Linked DNA regions of Danio rerio: region 1 is linked to region 2. The links are chromatin contacts, called in public Hi-C maps. All regions are on one chromosome and are shown on one strand. Each heading gives the region's core, a stretch centred on a gene start, on an enhancer-like site or on the middle of the called end of the contact. The rest is flanking DNA. Distances are from core to core; before and after follow the strand shown.

Region 1 (5,773 bases), core at 3,125-5,624, 65 kb after region 2:
GTGACTAAGCCGACGAGAAAATGAATGAATGAATGAATGAATTGTGTTTTGTATATTTATGAATCGCTTTAAATTTGCGAATCGTGTTTTGTAAATTTGCGTTGTCATTTGTTATTTTCTTTGATTTGGCACCGCTTATTCTCCTTCCCTTCATCAGTTATTTTTGTTTAATTTTTGCATTTATTGTACATATTTGTAAATATACTTTGGGTGATTTAAATATACACTTCTTTATCTTTATTGTAATAAAGCGAACCAGTTTTTTTTTTGCCACGTCGTTGTCTGTGTTGATTCATAGCAGTTAACATCTCAGAGGAATTCTTAAAATATTGCGTTGTCATAATTATGTTAAGCCCTTTTTCATCCTCCGAGCCACACGGGGCGTGACAGTGTTCAATTTACGAATTCAGTGTTGTAGATGTGAATTGTGTATGAATTCTTTTTGTTAGTGTTTTACTTTTGAGATCGATCTGCCTCCATATCATCACATTCAATCAAGCAGCCCAAACCATTTTTACTCACTTCGCTTGTTGACTAGTGTATTCAGTGGCAGTGTTATTCACGCTGCATTTGTGTGTGTGTATGTTCAGCTCCTGCAGTGTCTAAAGCTGGGCGCTCTCTCCCGCACCACCGCCAGCACACAGATGAACGCCCAGAGCTCCCGTTCGCACGCCATCTTCACCATCCACCTCTGCCAGATGAGAGTCTGCCCACAGCCACAACTGGTACAAAAACAAGCCCAACATCTTAACATTAACACAAGCTCCTGCATCACAGAGACATCAGCAAGTTTGAGCAGGTCGAATGTTTTAAAGCATTAAAATTCAGAGCGCCGCTGCTGTATAAACGAAAGTCATTATGTTAAACCACAGGAATTATAAATGTCAGTGAACATGCCAGAGCACACTGAAACTCGACGCATCACACTTCATTTGTGACTCTAATTTAGAGCTTCACAATGTACTGAAAAATCATTGTTGTTGTTATAATAAAACATGCAATAGAGTTGAATGATTCACCCTCCTGTGAATGTTATCATATTTTCAAATATTTCCCAAATGATGTTTAACAGATTCAGGATTTTTTCACAGTATTTCCTATAATATTTTTTCTTCTGCATAAAGTCTGATTTGTTTTATTTCAGCTAGAATGTAAGCAGTTTTTAATAAAAAACAAAACAATTTAAGGTCAATATTATTAGCCCCCTTAAGCAATATTTGTTTTTGATTGTCTACAGCAGTGGTTCTCAAACTTTTTCCATCAAGTACCACCTCAGAAAAAAATAGTCTCTCCATGTACCACTATAATGAGCAGTATTGAAATACAGTAGCGTAGTATGCCTAATTAAGCAGCCACAGCTCTGCACAGTTCAAAAACGAGGCAGATTAATTCCTATTATTATTAATATTTATTATTGTCAGCCACTTTAAACATTTTACTTTAAATAGTTTAATCTTTAACACTGTACTGTGCTTACTGATAAAAAAAGAAACATAAAACATCAACATTAAAAAGTTAATTAAAAATGGCACTGATCTAGAAAGTAAAAAAAAAACTGCTGTACTTAAATGTAAAGAATAATCATGAAGTAGCCTATTCATCAAAACCTGGAAATGTTCCTTGGACCTCATAAATATGGGCTATATGTCATCATATTTATATATACATTTTTTTTGGATACATTTTGGAATATACAGGGTGGGCCATTTACATTCAGATGGGTGGTGGCCATGGTGGCCATTTTGAAGTCGGCCATCTTGGATCCAACTTTAGTTTTTTCAATAGAAAGAGGGTCATGTGACACATCAAACTTATTGGGAATTTCACAAGAAAAACAATGGTGTGCTTGGTTTTAACGTTACTTTATTCTAACATGAGTTATTTACAAGTTTCTGATCACTTATAAAATGTGTTTAGTGTGCTGTCCATTGTGTTGGTTTGTCAATGCAAGCCTCTGCTCCCACTCTTCACACACTCATAGCAACACCGCAGGAGAAATGCCAGCACAGGCTTCCAGTATCCGAAGTTTCAGGTGCTGCACATCTTTAATCTTTACACCATAGACAATATAGTGCAGCCATTCTTTATCAATGGAAATCTCAAGGCCACTGGATATTTGAAATTGCTACATGATGATGTGTTTCCCTCTTTATGCTCTGAATCTGGCACGTTCCCTGAGTTTTTCCAGCAAGATGGTGCACCACCAAATTATGGGTGTCAGGTCCGAGCATTCCTAGATGAAAAGTTTCCTGAAAAGTGGATTGGTCATAATGGGCCAGTTGAATGGCCCCCAAGGTCTCCCGATCTTACCCCCTTAGGCTTATCTTTGGGATCATCTGAAGGCAAATGTCTATGGTGTGAAGATACAAGACGTGACCCTCTTCCTATTGAAAAAACAAAAGTTGGATCCAAGATGGCCGACTACAAAATGGCCACCATGGTCACCATCCATCTTGAAAAGTTTGCCCCCTCACATATACTAATGTGCCACAAACAGGACGTTAATATCACCAACCATTCCCATTTTATTAAGGTGTCTCCAAATAAATGGCCCACCCTGTATATTGCATGTATATATGACTTATTTGTATATCTTTGAAATCTAAACATTAACTTGTATTTTAAATATACAATTTGGATTTACATACCTAATACAGAAATTACATCTGCTCACTGCGCGTTAGAGTAGGCTGTGTGTGTCAGAAAAGCAAAGTATTTAACTATGCCTGTCAACATTGGGATTTAAAAAACAGGATACGCCTCCTACAACCGTTCCAAATATGGGGAGAAATTAGCTTCAAAGGTTAGAAGACATAGAAAACATTAGACAATTAGAAATAAAATAAAAGGTTTAGCCTATTAAAATCTATTTCCTGATCACTTTGTTGTTATCATACACGTCAAAGGATAAAAAGTGTGTTCATTGTTTTACTTTAACTATTCAGCAATTCCTCCACGTACCACTAGAAGGAAGCCTGTATACCACTAGTGGTACACGTACCACAGTTTGAGAACCACTACTCTACAGAACAAACCACTGTTATACAATGACTTGCCTAATTAATCTAGTTAATCCTTTAAATGTCACTTTAAGCTGTATAGAAGTGTCTTGAAGGATATTTAGTCTAATATTATTTACTGTCATCATGGCAAAGATAAAATAAATCAGCGATTAGAAATGAGCTATTAAAACTTCTCTTTAAAAAAAATCTGCTTTCCATAAAACAGAAATTGTATATTAGTTTGTGTCCCTTTATTATTGATAATGTTGTGATGTTTTTTGTGGTAATGGTGAATTACAGGGCTTCTCTCTGCTCCTCCAGGTGAACGGAGAGCTGAATGGAGTCTCTGACGGCTCCATGTCTCAGTCCGAATACGAGACGCTCTCTGCCAAGTTTCACTTTGTGGATCTGGCGGGATCAGAGCGTCTCAAACGCACCGGAGCCACAGGAGAGCGCGCACGGGAGGGCATCTCCATCAACTGTGGACTGGTATGACACATTCATTCATTTGATTTTCCTTCGGCTTTCCCCCGCAGTCCAAACACATGCGCTATAGGTGAATTCAATGAGCTTAATTGGCCGTAGTGTATGAGTGTGTATGGGTATTTCCCAGTACTAGGTTGCATCTGCAAGGGCATCCACTGTGTAAAACATATTCTGGATAAGTTGGTGGTTCTCACAGAAATCAGTCAAGTTTGGTGAAGGAGAAGTCATGGTTTGGGGTTACATTCAGTATGGAGAGATCTGCAGAGTGGATGATCAACATCAACAGCCTGAGGTATCAAGACATTTGTGCTGCCCATTACATTACAAACCACAGGAGAGGGACAATTCTCCAGCAGGATAGCGCTCCTGCTCATACTTCAGCCTCCACATCAGTTCCTGAAAGCAAAGGAGGTCAGGCTGCTCTAAGATTGGCCAGCCCAGTCATCAGATATGAACATTATTGAGCATGTCTGTGGTAAGATGAAGGAGGAGGCATTGAAGATGAACACAAAGAATCTTGATGAACTCTGGGAGTCCTGCAGGAACGCTTTCTTTGCCGTTCCAGTCTGTGTATGTACACAAACTGGCTCACAAAATATACCAATATGAAAGTAGATCATGACTGAATCATAATCAAGAGATCAGTCCCTTTAACCATGCTTAAATAAATGAGCACAAAATCAACCCTGTAAAACTGGCCATGTCAGGGATATTTAAAGAAGGAAAAAACTCATTATCATAATTGTTAAAGGCCATTTAGCTGAGTCGTATTTTTTCCGCTGTAATATCGGTAGCGCATTAGTTTGAGATTCATTACTGCTCTCTTATGGTCTGTGCTGGGTAAAGCTGTCAGAGCATGATGGGAAGTAAAGGTAATTACAGCGAGTCGTGAAGAAGAGCTGGAGGAAAGCCAAGAAGAGCCATTGTTTGAGCTCTATTGTTTTCTGAGCCCACATACTTGTTTTAAGAAGCCCATTTAAAAGCTTTTACTCATAGATGGCAGCATGCGATGGAGCGTGACCATGTCTCTCTCTCTGTGTTTGTGTGTGTTTGGCAGCTGGCTCTGGGTAACGTGATTAGTGCTCTGGGGGATCAGAGTAAGAGGGCTGGACATGTGCCTTACAGAGACTCCAAACTCACCCGCCTGCTGCAGGACTCACTGGGAGGAAACAGGTAATGGGTGCATGTACAGTTGAAGTCAGAATTATTAGCCCCCCTGTATATATTGTTTCCCCTAATTTCTGTTTAACACAAAGAAGATATTTAAAAACGCATTTCTAAACATAACTCTACTGAAAAAACAGCTTAAACCAGCCTAGGCTGGTTGGCTGGTTTTCGCTGGTTGACCAGCCTGGTTTTAGAGGGGTTTTAGCCACTTCCAGGCTGGTTTCCTGCCATATCCAGCCTGGTCTTAGATGGTCAAGCTGGAAAATTACCAGCTAAAACCAGCTTGACCAGCCTAGTCAGACTTGGAGCCCAGACAAAACCAGCTATATCCAGCTTAAACCAGGCTGGTCAACCAGCTAAAACCAGCCAAGCAGCTTAGGCTGGTTTATGCTGTTTTTTCAGCAGGGAATAGTCTTAATAACTATATTTATAGTCGCTGATTTCTTTTATCTTTGCCATGATAACAGCACATAATATTTGACTAGATCTGTTTCAAGATACTAGTATCCTTTAAAGTCAGTGTTGGACAGTAATTGAGTATTTTTGTTTAAACTAACTGAGATAGGGAAAAAAAGAAGGAACACACACCAGATCTACACTATTGAGTGTGTCAGTGTGTATGCAGTAAATGTGACACACTCACACACTGGTTTTTGTAGAGTAGGTAACTCCCTTTCAGCTCTATTGTTCTTAAAATAAGCTAATAATTGTTACGAAAGATTAACCCCAGCTTTAACTCTTGACAATTTGGGGTAGATTGTTATTATGAAGATATGTTTCAGGTTTTTCAGGTTGCGCAGACAGTAGCTTTGTTGGACTTTTTTGTTCCCTTCAACCACTATTATTTTAGAATATGATAAATATAATTACTCTACCACACCTTTTACAGGACATCTTAGTTATTGTTATATGTGAAGACACTGCTAAGCCTACATTATTGCCCATGAACAGGTAATATTATAAAGATTTATTTTTTTGTAAAAAATATATACATATACACACACACACACACATATATGTATATATACATACATACATACATACATATATATGTATATTTATATATATAGACATACATACATACATATATATATATATATATATATATATATATATAT
Region 2 (6,146 bases), core at 3,646-6,145:
TTATAACTCATCTGTTTCCTTTATATTAAGTTATATTAAGTTTGCATAATTAAGGGCGTGGCCACTTGAGTGACAGCTAGGTCTCGTTGGTCGCCGTCACGTCACCTCAGCTGAATCCTGCAGATTAGCCACTGATCTCGGCATATTTATCGTATTTCTGTGTTGTTTTATGTGGCTTTACACACTCAACTGCCTTTTGGACTTGTTTCCTACAATTATTAGATGGCATGGCATGCTGAGTGCACTTAATTGTGCTCACAAACCATTCACGTGGCCTCCGTTTCCCATGTGAGTAAAGATAAATACTTATATACCATCTCTGTACATGTATTTGTTTTATTTAAGATCATTTATCGTTTATATTTATATTTAGAGCTGTAATGCACTCCAGAATCTGACAAATTGATTAGCTGTAGGCTCTAGAACAGTCATCTGAAGCGTTGTCATACAGTGTTATGCTGGATTTCATCAATAGTCTTACATTAACTAACACAGACTGAATGATTGACAGAAATTTGGAAGTAATTTGCATTTTCCTTCTGTTAAAAAACGTCATAAGAACAATGTTTAGTGGCTCAATGTATTACAGCAGTGTGTTTTTAAAAGTCTAAACACTTTATTAATATAGTGTACAACCAAGCACAAGTGGTCAGAATACAAGCGAGTCGCAGGTGATAAAGTATTAAGCGTTTCTCCCAAAGCAAAGTGTGTCTGAGCCAGGTCCAAGCTAAATGCCAGCAGGTGTCTGTAGCTCCGCCCACTCTCCGCCTCTTTGCCCTTGTTTGGTATCTCGCCGTGGGTGTGATGACGCGCCTACTTGTGACTTCTTTTGCGCTCTTTAGAAACCTATGGGTGACGTCACGGATACTACGTCCATATATTTTACAGTCTATGGCCGACATACACAATGAGCTAACTGGACAAACTGGTCGCCGCGGGAAAGTCCTCCACACAGAGGAAAACGGTCAGCCAGTAAGCGCTAACAGAAACGGCGTCATACCACCCTATAGCATTCACTTAAAAATATTAAATGCAGCCATCAAACCTCCAGCTACATAATTTGCGGTCTCCATAAAGCGGGACTACGTTAATGAATGGAAAAGGAAAATATATGAATGATAGTTCTATACATTGCTGCATTTTTGCTGTGTCATATTCCTATTAAAGGCTTAATTCACCCTAAAAATGTTATCGACTAGATATTTACTCTCCTTTGAGTGGTTCCAGTTGTTTATGAGGTTCTTTTTTCTGCTGAACACACAAAATCTATTTTGGAGAATGTTAAAAAACATAGCACATTACATAGTAGGTAAAACAAATACTATGGAAATGAATGGTTACAGGTTTCCAGCATTTTTCAACATAACCTCTTTTGTGTTCAACAGAATAAATCAACTCATAAAGGTGTGAAACAAGTGAAGATTGAGAGAAAAATGATTTTTTAATTAATAGCTGTCCCTTTAAAACATTTCTTAGCAGATTAAAAGTGCAACACCACAGAGACGCACATCCATCCCGGCGATTTCATGTCATTCAGCGGTCCACCCAGACAGCTGGTGTCCTCCAGTCAGATGTACTTACAGTAACGAGCGCTGCACTTCAGCAGCCGTATTCTGCAGCCATTTAACCCCGCGTGTTTTTGGGTTGCATTTTCCCGAGATCCAGACTGCTGATGTCTATTATTAAATCAGGTGTGAGCAGAGATCATAAGGAGAGTCGTGTTCTCATGTGGCCGCAGACAGATGCTCATCCCATGATGTGTTTCGCCCTCAGGTGGAAATGAGCTTTGTCTTTTCACACTGCAGCCTCTTTGTGGATGTTCTGAATGATAGACTGCACAAAAGCCTTTATTGTTGTCATGGGCTCTGCACGGCCTCTGCTTTTTTTGAACCGTATTGGAAGCAAGGTACAAAATGTACCTAAAAACAAACTCCACACAGAAATGGCAAACGACCCAGCCGAGGCTCGAACCAGCGACTTTCTTGCTTTGAGGCGACAGCGCTACCCACTGCACCACTGTGCCGTCCTTCGCATTCAACAGCGCTTAAATGTTAGTGGGAAAATTGCTGTTTTTTATTTCAGTATAGAAATTCAGTATCATGACAAGTCTAATACAGTCAAAGAATCAGTTCATTAACTTGAGTTTGATAAATGGCATCTAGAACGTGTGTTTGCAGGGTGTCCGTGGGGTTTTAAAAAATATTAAAAGTTGATAAATCATTTAAGAGAAAATTAAGGCCGTGAAAAGGTTTTAAAAAGTATTAATCATGTCTTTACGAGGTCTTAAATTTTGTTCAAAGTGTTTAATTCTATAAAACACCCAATAAATATATGTATTTTCCTCCTAATATTAACAGCGGCGTACTTGATCTATGTGATTGGTTCGGGCCGGAGTGCGTCTGGCCAAGCTCCTCCGTCAGGGTGATGTCACGTAATTTGCGACAATTGCAGGAAGGTGATGTGACGCTCTCCACATGTAGCGAAACCACAGAGCGAAACAGACGGCACAATAGGAAAATGTTATTTGCGTACTTCTGGTTGGAGAAAGACGAGTTTAAACAGTGGCTGAAGCCTGTTGCTGAAAACAACCGTGTAATTTTAATCTTTCAAGCTTTGGTTCCTCCGAGCTTCTGTTGCATGGTTGTGCTCCATTGATTTATTTAACTACAACTGTTTATTAACAACTATTTATTAAGTTGAAGGTTTGATACTGGTCGACGAGGTCTTAATATATTATCAGAAGGACTTTCAAGAGTTCACACTTAGCTGATGATTGGTAATAAGCTAGTTTGGCATGCTGTCCCGGGAGAGAGCCCCAAGCTCAAAAGATCCTCGAGCCCGGAGCTCCCTCCCGTTGCAGGGCGAGAGGGGAGTTTAAACTCGAGTAGATCTCGAGAACCCCCCCCTCCTGCTGCGCAAGGATTGCTAAGGTGATGTGTTGCTGACAGAATTGAATTTGGTGCTAATTTGGTTTAGTCAATTTACTTAAGTCTCATGTTTTTGGGAGTGTGGGAGGAAACCGGAGGACCCGGGGAAAACCTACGCAAGCACGGGGAGAACATGAACTCCGCACGAAAATGCTGTCCGGTTGGGTGGATTCCCGAGTCGGAGACATTTTTTGCTGTGGGGCCGCTGTGCTGCCCTGTACAACAGAGGAGGAGAAGGGGTGGAAGGGGAGATTCTTCAAGACGAAGATGACTAAAGGTAAGATGTTTGGTTATTTGTACTGGGTTAGGAATAGTCTGATTGGTGATTCGTACATTAGCTTGACTCGGGGCTAGCCGTGTCAATCATAAGCATGTGATCCTCTCGAAATTAGTTTACGAATAAACTTCACTTAAAAAGGTATTGAAATTACCTTTAGGATTCCTGCGTATACCCTGGTTTGGAAAAAATAACGTTAGCAAACTAGTGTCATTTCCCTTAACTTAGCTGAAAATGAAATCCCTTTTTATTTTACTTTCCATTCAGAACGGATGTTCGGGTCACTTGGAAGGCAGTGAAATGATTAATTTGGGTCGCTTTCTCTTCGCTGATAAGATATGCAACCATGTACTCAACATTCCTGTTTGTGACTTCTTCCCACCGCAGTCTCGATTTCGCTATTTAAATGGCATCCACATATAAATCAGTCTATCGCAGGGATGTCAAACTCAATTCCTGGAGGGCCCTGCACAGTTTAGTTCCAACCCTAATTAGACACACCTGATCAAACTAATTGAGTCATTCAGGCTTGTTTGAAACCTGCAGGTAAGTGTGTTGGAGCAGGGTTGGAACTAAACTGTGCATTGCAGCGGCCCTCTAGGAATTGAGTTTGACATCCCTGGTCTATCGTGTACACACCAGGAGCAGTGGGCTGCTCAGGGAGCAGTTAGGGGTTTGGTGCCTTGCTCAAGGAAATCCCCTCAACCACACTGTTGAGGTGGATATTTATACCCCAATACCATCAGGATCTATGTCTACCATTAACAGTCCACCCTAGACACAAATCCCCAACTAATTTTTGTGTAGAGCCCTGGATCGCCTACAATTGTGTCTGACGCCCACAATGATAAGGACTACAAATTGAATACATTTAAATCATAGGTCTCAAACTCAATTCCTGGAGGGCCGCAGCTCTGCGTAGTTTTGCTGCAACCCTGATACAACAGCTGATCCAACTTATGAAGGTGCTCATGACTCTTTTAAACACCTCGATTATTTGGATCAGCTGTGTTTGATAGGATTGGAGCAAAACTGTGCAGAGCTGCGGCCCTCCAGGAATTGAGATTGAGACCTATAATTTAAAGACTTTACTTGGAGGAGGATCACAGTGAAACACGGACTCCATGCACACCTCAGAGAAACCCTGAAGCACATGAATGAAGAAAACTCGTAAATATTCTAGACTTTTGAGTGGTACCACTTACATATTTCACAGACAGAGTTACTGAATTAGCCAGCAGCCATTGGCTTTGTTTTTCTCCCTCGTCCCATACGTGAATGGCCTCTCCTGTCATGTGCACTCATGTGTTTCCGAGTGCTCCAGTTTAGGCCTGTCTGCTCTTTTTACCCATCCAGGACAAAAGAAATCTCTCCCTTTCTGCTCCGCCGTGACCTCCCCGTCATCCGTCCACACACCGGGCCTTTCTGTCCATCATGTGGCACTGACGCTATCAATAACCGTGTCAGTGGGGCAAGTCCCACAGGCGATGCTCAGCCCCACCGCCTGAACCCAGCGTGAAACTCAGAAGCCCGCGGGTTTGAGAGGTGGGGGGGAAACAGCACGCGACACAGAATGGAGCCCCCCTGAAGAGACCTTCTTTTGACCACCAGACCGCCCCGACCATTGACTTCTTCCTCAGCCAACTGTGCATTCATCACACCATCTTCTCCTTTGTCAACATCCGCTGAAGTAATTATTCTTTTACTTCACAGAAAGCCAGACGCCATTTGTTGCAACTGATTAACACGGCAAGCTAATCAAAACACAGCTAACATGGAGCCTTTGCCAAAACACATGCAGTTAATGTCAAAATATTATATTTTTTCCTATATATATATATATATATATATATATATATATATATATATATATATATATATTAAGGTTTAAATGGATTTAAACATATAATATATCAAAGATGCCAAAAGGATAAAATATTTCTCACGTAAAAAAGGAGATGAGTAACAGAAGAAATAAGTTTAAGTAATAGATGAATGAAGTATGTGGTAATGGGGTGGGAAAATAATAATCTTGCGCTTCATCCCACTCCATTTTCGACCATGTTGAAATGTATTTTTTGTTAATGATATTTTATGTATGATATTTTTGATCTAAAATAAATAAATCCAATCAAAACTCAAATCATAAAATATATCTTCTAAAATATTACTTTACAAACTGTATTGTAAATAAATCAAATGAACACTTCATTTTAGTCAATATTATTACTGGAATCAATTTTAAAAACTGAATGAATATCAATTTACGCACATTTACACAAGTAAATAAGCAGACTCAGTGATGAGCTGAAAATCTGCGGATTTCTGCGCACGCAGTTTCCTTTTAGGCCTAGTAATGAGTTATTAAAGAAATGTGTTTAGAAATGTGTTGAAAAAAGCTTTCCGTTAAACCAACGCAATCTCACGGCAATTCATAAGTTTTTGATTTAGTGGCTAATTCGTATGAATTCGTACAATCTAATTCCTACAACTGAGTACAATTTGCTCATCACCCAATGACGGTTGAGGTTAGGGGTGGCGTTGGTTGCCACACCTCCTTTTTAAAATTTCGTACGACTTAACTCGAATTAGCCACTAAACTGACAAAACGTAAAATACCTACATTTCCTCATGAGATCAGGTTAAGCAGAAAAATTTGGGTGGCTAATAGTTCACCTAAATGACTTTGCAAGGCAAGGCAAGGCAAGGCAAGTATAGGCAAGGCAAGTTTATTTATATAGCATAATTCATACACAATGGCAATTCAAAGTGCTTTACATAAACAAGAATAAAAGAAACAAGTAAAATAAAAATAAAAACAAATAATAAAAATGCGTAAAAACAAAACAAAACATAAAAACAGGTAAAATGTGATATAAAAGAATGAAGAAGAAGAGAAAAACATGATAGTGCAATCTTTGGTCATGTTTTAATTCTTACAT

The links. A called contact is a pair of places that touch in the nucleus more often than the background predicts.
Region 1: a Hi-C map of embryo shows a contact between it and region 2, with 2.2 times the contacts expected there. The contact joins the enhancer-like site here to the promoter of lhfpl5a in region 2. A contact is called at or near these places in 5 of 18 Hi-C or Micro-C datasets (caudal fin, embryo, skeletal muscle and 1 more) and 2 of 4 datasets of contacts at active chromatin or transcription factors (caudal fin and embryo).

What each region holds. Positions count from the first base shown.
Region 1 is chr11:2,953,902-2,959,674 of GRCz12tu, forward strand. It overlaps kif21b (kinesin family member 21B), which reads left to right. Exons shown (of 34, transcript XR_012386930.1): 5 at 591-725; 6 at 3,324-3,491; 7 at 4,546-4,661. Among named protein-coding and RNA genes, the nearest start is that of kif21b, 54 kb to the left of the region's middle. Within about 2 kb of position 4,375, at least 6 of the 62 cell types and tissues checked have an H3K27ac peak or open chromatin away from gene starts, as enhancers often do.
Region 2 is chr11:2,888,598-2,894,743 of GRCz12tu, forward strand. It overlaps lhfpl5a (LHFPL tetraspan subfamily member 5a), which reads right to left and starts at 4,896. Exons shown (of 6, transcript XM_017358406.4): 1 at 4,410-4,896. LOC141376507 (a long non-coding RNA gene) reads left to right here. Exons shown (of 4, transcript XR_012386942.1): 4 at 1,477-2,350.